Regions from separate parts of the Mus musculus genome. Here region 2 is linked to region 1. The links are chromatin contacts, called in public promoter capture Hi-C maps. All regions are on one chromosome and are shown on one strand. Each heading gives the region's core, a stretch centred on a gene start, on an enhancer-like site or on the middle of the called end of the contact. The rest is flanking DNA. Distances are from core to core; before and after follow the strand shown.

Region 1 (4,545 bases), core at 1,698-4,197:
AGGGGGAGGGGAAGGTGTAAAATATGACAGTCGTATAATGACCAGAGAGTAGAGAATTTAAATGTTTAATGCCTGCACTTTCAGATTCATTTTCTGTCATCTCTTTGAATGGGTAGACTGAGGCGCTTGGCAGTCCAGCACGAAACATCATCCTCTAGACCAAAATAATCACTAATGTTGCTAAGTATGAATCTGATCTGCACTTATAATAATCCTTTTCCTATCACTTTCCACTCCTGTGCCCCAGTGTGGTAGGGGCATGGTAAGAAAGGTGGTCATAATTAGACATAATTAGGGAAAATGCTCTAAGTCTTTATTTGGGGCTTTCTGTCTTCCGCTTGTGTACTGCATGCCAGCTTCCCATCTCCCAGCCATGATGGAAGCTCAGAACACAATAGAAACACAGCAACAATATGAATTGCAAATGCATGGATATCTTTCGGTACAACCTACCTTATTGACTCTTAATAAAATGAGTATCTGCTAAAAAATACTTTGAGCTGTAAATTATTTGCTGTTGGTGTGGGACTTTGGAAAAACACTACAGATGTACTTTACAATCAACTAGACAGAGTTGTGTTAAACAGAATAGCTTAGTGCTTGTCTGTAAATTTCTCCCCTCCTTTTCCAAAAAAGGAATGAATCTTCTTAATAATCTATGCTGCTTAGCAAATGTTATAACTATACACGTGAAAATGTGAGTGTTTTATACACCCTACACTTTAGGACGATAACAAGCCTTTATCATAATGTTCTCATATTTAACATTTTCTCTCCCTAGAGTATGAATTGCCAAGAATATTAGCATTGAGACCATTGAATGCAATGTCCTCACAATCCCATTTTTTTCTCTTATGCTGTTCCAAAATATTACTGTCTCAAAACATATCCATAAATTCATTTCACTGTCCAGGTAGCTTAACATATAGTAATTAAATTGGAGCTATAAACAGTAAAGCATACACATGGACTTCTATGATTTCAATTTTATATTATAGTAGTGAATATTAATCTCTAAAAAAACAAATGCATTGATAATTTCAAGGTGAAATTCTTTTATGTTAGAGGAGTATATCTACTAGAGGAAGATTATTGTAAATTAAGTGAAATTTCTGGCTATGGTGCTAATTAAATTATTCAAAATCATTTTCTTCATATCAAACAGAAAAGAAAACAAATCTTCTTGCACTTGTAATGTGCTCTAGAGGGCTTCTGTTAAATGAGCTGCATGCAGGGATGTGTCTGGTCTGTATGCTGAGGGCTAGGGTAACAGGAGCTTGACTACTCCTTGCTTTGTAAATATTTAAGTGTTATATCTAGACGAGGGATAAAATGCTGAACTTTTACCTTTGAACCTTTCTGTGAAATATCTTAAATGCTACCAAATGTGAATATAGTGAGCTTAATTAGTAAATTTGACCCAGGTTTATGAAATTTTTTATTTTAGGTGTATTTACATATACACAAGCATATATATGTACATAAATTTATTTTATTACATCCATTGTTACAAGCCAAACCTTGAGCAGTTAAAGTATTAAAAAAACAATCAAAATACTCTTCATATATCCATAAATCCATAAACCTTTTTAAATTTTTTCCTGTTTAAGAAACAACTAAATTATGGAGATGCACACAACATTATAGAACATTTGCCAAGTATATCTTGATTCTTATTTGAAATTCCCACAAGAATATAGGCATGACAGTAATATAAGCCGTAGAAAGGGCGAAAAGAGTGGAACACAGGGACTTGTAAATAAATCCATGAATATCAAAAAGCACAGATGCTAAGATTACGCATTTTCACTAGTGTGGTTCTGTACTTGTAGACTCTAAGACCAGAATTTGTAATGTTCAGTATAGCAAGCCCTGCTGAGGGAGGGAGAGTACAGAGAAAGTCGTAGAAGGTTGGGAGGAGGGTATAAGAAAAAAAAGAGGGAGGGAGGTAAGGAGAGAGAAAGAGACAGAGATTGGGGGGAGGAGAGAGAGAGAGAGAGAGAGAGAGAGAGAGAGAGAGAGAGAGAGAGAGAGAGAGAGAGAGAGAGAGAGGCAGGCATAGCCAGACACAATACTGCATAATAATGGTAACATTCCTGCATGTCTAATGGCTTAAATGTGTTCTGTGCCTTGCTCTAGCCTCATGCCACAGCTGATGTCAAAGAACCATTTAATATTTTATCAACAGTCCTCCTTTGAACCACACACACACACACACACACACACACACACACACACACACACACACACATATACACACACACACATATATATACATATATATGCATATGTGTGTTTATGTGTATGTATCTATATATCTCTGTATATGCATATATCTATATTTGTTATAGAAAGCATTTGGAGTTTTTGAAGCATGAGGAGAATGAAATCCCTTGAATGGTACAATTTTAAGACACACAATATTTGTAAATATCCCATATTCAGTAATATTCACACCATTTTGCAATGAGTCTTACATTATTTACATGTTAGAAGCATTAATATGTCCTATTTCTTGAGGAAACATATACCCACATTTTATCTTCTTATTAAACAGTAGGAATGCGTAACTTTAATTTTTAATGTAAATTCAGTCACTGATTGAATAATGATTATAATACTAGTTGGACTTCTAAGTAGTTTTTGTGGAAAACATTGTTTTCTTGTTTGACGGATAGTCTGCTTGTAACAAAGAATGACTGAATTGTCTTAACAAAGAAGAAGAAGGCTGTATATGTTGGTTACAATAGAATAACCACCTTCCAGATCTCTTAAATCCACAATATATGTAGTGTGAGTCCTGAGTGGCTTTTGTTTTCAATGTCTTTTGTAAGCTTTTAGGGTTTTTTCTGCATCAAATGTCAAGTTAATTTACAGGGCGCTATTACTGATATGTTTCCTTGGTTTGTGGTTTTCTGTGAAAGGCAGGCAGCTGAGACCAAGTCTTAGGCTAGGGGGAGGGGCAGCTGAGCCCATAACACATACACTGTGCCAGGGTCTGTAAATTGGCTGCCTGTATGACAGCGGGCCCAGGGAAACCTCTAGTCTTCATTTGCATGCTGAGGAATATCCAGGATTAAACCGGACTGATTTTCATACAGGATTTAGACCTGACATTTATTATTCGGTTCACAGACCTCTTGAAGGAAAGTTTGTTTTCCACTCATAGATGAAAAATCTTCCAAGATAAATAAAGACTGGCTTAGCAGTAACAGTAAATAAATATCTTTCCTGTATTTCTTATGAATTTATCTTATATGATTAACAGACAGATGTTTGCCACCAAATTATTATATTTTGCTCCTTAGCATTTCCAAAGGAAAGTATCTATCAAGGCCTCGCTCAGTGTTTATATAAAATGTATTCATTTGACTCTGGAAGTTGAGTTTTCATAAATAAATTTAAAGACAGACATTTGATTTTTCTGAACGAATTAAAACAACATTGGGGAAGTAAAATACTCTGAGATGCTTAATTCTGTTTCTGTTCCATGTGTTTCTATGGGGATAGAGTGAATTTTGGTCATACTGTAAGCTTCAATTGCATAATGTTTTACAAAACAAGAAAATTACAAATGAATGTTTCACATGAGCCCATCTGCTAAATATATAACCCATAAAGTTCATTTTCATGGCTAAATAGATTTAAACAATATTTGGATGTCTTTTAATATTTAGACACTGTTTGTCCAGTAAAACACTTATAGTCCAACTTGCTAGTGATATTTTAACTGAATCAAGATTTAATTTCTAGTATTGAACAAAACATGTTCTGACACAGTACCAGGATGAAGAAACATGACCAGCTGCTTTCTTCTTTCTGGAATGCTTTTCTATGTGGCTAAAGTAAAGACTGCAAGTTGAAATTATGTAAACCCAGGAGAGAGCTAAGAGTCCTCATGTGTTAATAAACAGAAGAGAGTTTTCAAATGGGTTGAAAATATACTTTGTACATTTAATAAACAAAAGGTAGAATAATTCAAATGTCATCTATGTGGAACATGGAAGAAACAGTGTAAAATCTGACACATATTTGAATTTTTATTGTGTCAATGAAACTTTTGAAAATGAATTCTGATATTTGATTTCTTTATGGATGTTTTACTAACTGTAAAACAGTCTTAAATGTGTACAATATAGAACATCTCTCAAAAGTTTTTCTATTTCACTATAAATGTAAATGTATACAAATTAATTTATGGCTATATTCAGAAATATTTATTAATAAAATTTTAGAAAGGCTATATTAAAGAACCTCTTTTCTGAAACTTAATGTATCATTTATATGAATCTATTTATTAACCAAGCAGTTAATAAATGAACATGATGAGTCTATTTAGTTTTACCTCAATTTAATTTGCACACATACACATGTACACACACGCGCGCGCACACACACACACACACACACACACAACACACACACACACACACACACACACACACACACACACACACACACACACACAGAGTCTAACTCAACTAAACATGAGTACAACCAAAGAGTATAAATCATTGCTATGAGAAGAGTGGTGGTCATCTTCTG
Region 2 (4,452 bases), core at 1,101-3,600, 530 kb after region 1:
GATAATGTGTTTCAGAGGGACAGGTGAACTGCGATGTATGAGAAAAATGAATGCTACTACTTAATGGCACAAGCTGTCCAAGTTTAATCATTTTAAAGAGTGACTCTCCTTCTTAGCAGTGCTGAAAACAAAGGCATAGTGACTCTCCAAACAGAAAAAGATGGCTCCCAGCATGATTTTTATGGCACTGGAAGTACTTTCCTCTTATCTGACATTCGATCATCTCTGAAGGTCTGTATTGTCATGAAGCACTTGTAGAAGCCTTCTCTTATGGCCGTTGCTCAGAGAATAGCTCCTCTTAATTGTCAAAGCACTTTATGCTAGTGTTGGGAAACTTTGTCAACACATACTGCTATCCCTATACTTAGGTATAGGATAGCAGGAACAGTCTAAGCATATTAGGGTAGTCTTCTGGTTTTCAGCTCATTTTGTGATTTCATTTCATTTCATTTCATTTCATTTCATTTCATTTCATTTCATTTCATTTCATGATACTTTATTTTTGAAACAGGATCCCCAGTACCCCAGGCTGGCCTTGACCTGTGATATATCCGAGGCTGGTTTTGAACTCCTGATCCTGTCTCTAACTCCTGAGTTCTGGGATCTGAGGCCTGCGTCACTTTCTATCTTAAGACTCAATTCTAACTTTTTGAAGTTTTTACAAAATTGCTTTTCAGTACCTTTCACCTTGAAATAAACTGAATCTCCATTTCCTCCATCCCGTATTTTAGATTACATTACAGTATGCTCAATTAATTTTAATCACTTTAAAAATTAACAGTCCTATCCCAATCATTGTTGGCATCCAAAATAATCCTAGGATAAATAAATAAGAGAATATGGAGGCAGCTATCTCTAGCTTGGGTTCCCACCTAAAGACATTGCTAGAATGGAACAGATTTGCTATGTAGGATTTTGCTTTATATTTCCAAACGTAGCCCATGCTTCATCAGAGAATTAGGGTTGCACATCTCAATCAAACTTCAGTGTGGACATATAGGGCTGAACATTAAACAAAATCAAAAGTATTCCTGGAAAGAACAGAGGCAGCCTTTGAGGTACCCTGCCCCTAGTTTTCATCAAGGCCCAGGGGATGCTTTCAGAAGCAGAATGTGATGGCATGTTGACTCGGAGAAGTCCACCTTCCTGTCCTGAGCAGAATACCAGAGTGAGTGCAGCCTTTCTGAGAGCGCTGCCTCCCATGCTGGGCCACAGTGAATGACCATTATTAACCCCACCAATTCATGTCCAAGTGGCATCAATCATTTGGGTCCCACAATACCCGACTGTAAATTATGACATTATCTCCAAGTAAGAAGGTGATAATAATAATAATCATAAAGAAGTTCCTGGCATGGCCCTGGCTGGCTGAGGACCTTAGCATGATCTGTCATATTTGTTCTTAACATGAAAGGCTTCGCTGTTCCCTCGCAGGCCCATACATCACTGGACCTGTCATAGGTTTCTGTAGGACCAGTTGACATAGCTCAGAACAGCAGCTGCAGGATGGCTTTGGGGAGCCTGACTCAAGAAAGAGTTGCTGGGGTACAGGGACCACAAGCATTCTGCCAGAGACTGACTTCCTGTTGTGCTGCCCTGCCCCTGCCCTCAGTAAGTCACCAAGAGGAGTAAACTGCTGTCACGGAGATGAAAGGCCCCCTTCCTCTGATCTCTCCACTACAAAATTACTTCAGTGCCACACTGTATTTTATGTCAATACCTATTTTATTTTTCAAAATTGAAAAAGATATAAGTACATTGTTCCCTGAATTCCTGATGTTCTGGGTAACCTAGCAACTGAGTATGCCACATAGCACACAACAGAACATTATCATGCATTCTGTTCGACTAACAAGCAAGCAGCACAGATTTCCCTTCCAGATGATTTAGGCTAAATGAACAGTTAATAGTTGCTATTAATATTAAAAATAATAATAACCTCCCTTTTTCATTTCTTACAGCTAGATTTGTAGGAAATAATGCTTGGTTTTTACTGTGCATGTGGGAGAGTGTTTTCACTGAGCCTACATCTTGCAAGTGATTTGCATGGGATTTAGGTAGCCGGCAGCATGCTGCAGAGTGATAATCACATGAAACAGGAGAATACATTCAGGACATTTGGAAACCATGCAAAATTTTCAAGTTCAAAATTGACTCATGCTTTCCCCCTCTGTGAAGATGCTGTCAATAAGGGGCTTAAGTGCATGGCTCAAGCTGTTCAGCTAGGCTATCACTGTCTCTCTCCTCTCAGAAGCCTTCCAGGCAGCCCTCTGGCCTGTAGCACTATGGTAAGACTGTGGCCAGGAGGAGACCTAGGGTCAGGGAGAAGTTCAAGGATGTCTGACCTGAAAGAAACATGTATAAGGTCACGACACAGAGCAAGGGCCAGATGAAGAGTGGCAGAGGTTACAGGGAAGAGGAGAGAGAGCAAAATAGAAGCTGGACAAAACAAAGGAGCAAAACAAGGATTGCTCTGCAAACAAGGAGCAGAGCACCAAACACACATCCCACGAGGCAGGAGGTGGGTGGGCTGTTTCTGGAACTAGACAGGAGGCTCAGGAGTTGGAAGACCAGCATCTGCAGCAGTCTTTTATGTATAAATTTACTTGTTTTTCACTTTAGCTTTCCTTTAAAATTGACCCAGTTTGTGTACTGTCTTTTAGATCTCTCTCTCTCTCTCTCCCTCTCTCTCTCTCTCTCTTTCTTTCTCTGACACACACACACACACACACACATCTCACAAACATTTTCATTAATGGCACCTTGTCAATAATTCACCTTTTCCACTCTTCCTTCTTCTTTTTCCTTGAAAAGCAACCTATTTAACTTGATTGTTCCTTGCCTAAACCACTAGAACTTTAAGAAGCCTTTGGGACTTTCTTAGAACTTGGACCTCAGAAAGAACCCTTGAAAAGTCCTGCTGTTTCTTTCCTCAATGTGAAGAACTAAGGTCCTTTGATTTTGAGTACATCCTGTTGCTTAATAATCTATGAGTGAATTAGTCATTTTCATCTTCAGGCTGTTGCCAATAACATGACCATTCTTGGCAATCATGAGAACAGCCTAATACTTTCTAACACCCTGAAGTACCTGTTATATGAAGAATATATATTGTTATATGCTCAATGCCTCATATAGATCAGATCAACTTGATCCATAAATGTCAATGTAAAACTGCTTTTTTTTTTAAAAAAAATGCAGCTATTTCTTTTAAAACAAATTAAAACAGGATTTTGAAAGCACATTTTGCTTACCAATAGGCTTTGAAATTTTACCTATTTAGAATAGAGATTGCTGTGATGGTCAGGATCAGCCCTGCACTCAGCTGATTTCTGACTGTTCACACTTTATGCTGATTAAGTAGAAAACCATTTGGCTGCACTCCTTGGGACCTGGGAACTGACAGGCTACTAAACATCATTGCAGTAAGGCAGGGCATAGCGATGCTCAGAGCTGAAAACATGAATGTAATGCCTGAGCTGGCTACGTGGTGGAAGGGTGATGGGAAACCAAGAGTTAACATCAATCTGAAAATTACTCAGTATTTGGATTTTCTAGATTAAAAACAACAACAGTAGCAATAGCAACAGTATTTTAGAAAGCAAAACCCTGCTAGGATGATTTTTTTTTTTCAGGGAAAAATAGAAGAATCATTTGCTTTAAAATGGCCACATTAATGTATTTGTGTCCAAACACTTGTAAAAGCCAGACCACCCACAGGGAATGTGTTCTTGTCAATGCCACAGTGGAGTGACCTGTGCCTCAGAGGGTTTCTGTTGCTGAGGTGATGGGATGGGAGGCTGGAAGGAGGCTGCTGGGGCAGGATGTTGGACAGGATGCCCCTCAGACCTTCAAATTTGACCTGATAATTGTTTCAGGTATGGCCATTTATGCTCCAAAACACTTTATTTGTTCTTAAAGAAGTTAATTTTTCTTGCCTATAAAATGCTCTCTGGAAAAGCTTTGGTAGAACAGTAAACAATGAGAGGAAAAAAATCCTGATGCAGATTATGAAGATAACTAGCTGAAACATTCATGGCTTTAGTGTATTGTAGAGAAAATCAGGGGCTAGAAAAGTATTGTTTGTATCTAGATAAACTGGGACCTTACTTTCATTTGCAGACAGCTGTGAATGCATGGACATATGTTTTAAGAATGACTTAAATATAATTTACACTATAGAATATGTACATTGCTAAATACTACAAAATCAAATCCTCCAGTTATATATAGCGGATCCCAAATGTTCCTCACCAGCTGAAAGCAGGATGCTTGGGTGAGTGATACACCCAGCCAGCCTAGGACTAAGTGTTCAGTTAGCCCATGGTGCAGGTGTCTTTGGCCATACTGAAACTTTACATGTAGAACTTGGGGAGGCAAGAGTAAAGTAGGTTTAATACTTCAGGGCTTGGTCTTACTTCTTCTTCCACAGATCTTTGCATTCTAGAAAGC

Evidence for each region. Promoter capture Hi-C pulls out the DNA fragments that hold promoters and counts their contacts.
Region 2: a contact with region 1 is called in a promoter capture Hi-C map of hippocampal neurons, with 2.5 times the contacts expected there. The contact joins two enhancer-like sites. A contact is called at or near these places in 5 of 39 promoter capture datasets (the C10 cell line, cranial neural crest, hippocampal neurons and 2 more) and 4 of 484 Hi-C or Micro-C datasets (cerebellar granule neurons and cerebellum).

What each region holds. Positions count from the first base shown.
Region 1 is chr13:83,866,159-83,870,703 of GRCm38.p6, forward strand. No RefSeq gene overlaps it. Among named protein-coding and RNA genes, the nearest start is that of Gm52045, 15 kb to the right of the region's middle. Within about 2 kb of position 2,948, at least 36 of the 459 cell types and tissues checked have an H3K27ac peak or open chromatin away from gene starts, as enhancers often do. A contact at or near this core is called in hippocampal neurons, where this site is marked.
Region 2 is chr13:84,397,476-84,401,927 of GRCm38.p6, forward strand. No RefSeq gene overlaps it. Among named protein-coding and RNA genes, the nearest start is that of Gm41011, 56 kb to the left of the region's middle. Within about 2 kb of position 2,351, at least 18 of the 459 cell types and tissues checked have an H3K27ac peak or open chromatin away from gene starts, as enhancers often do. A contact at or near this core is called in hippocampal neurons, where this site is marked.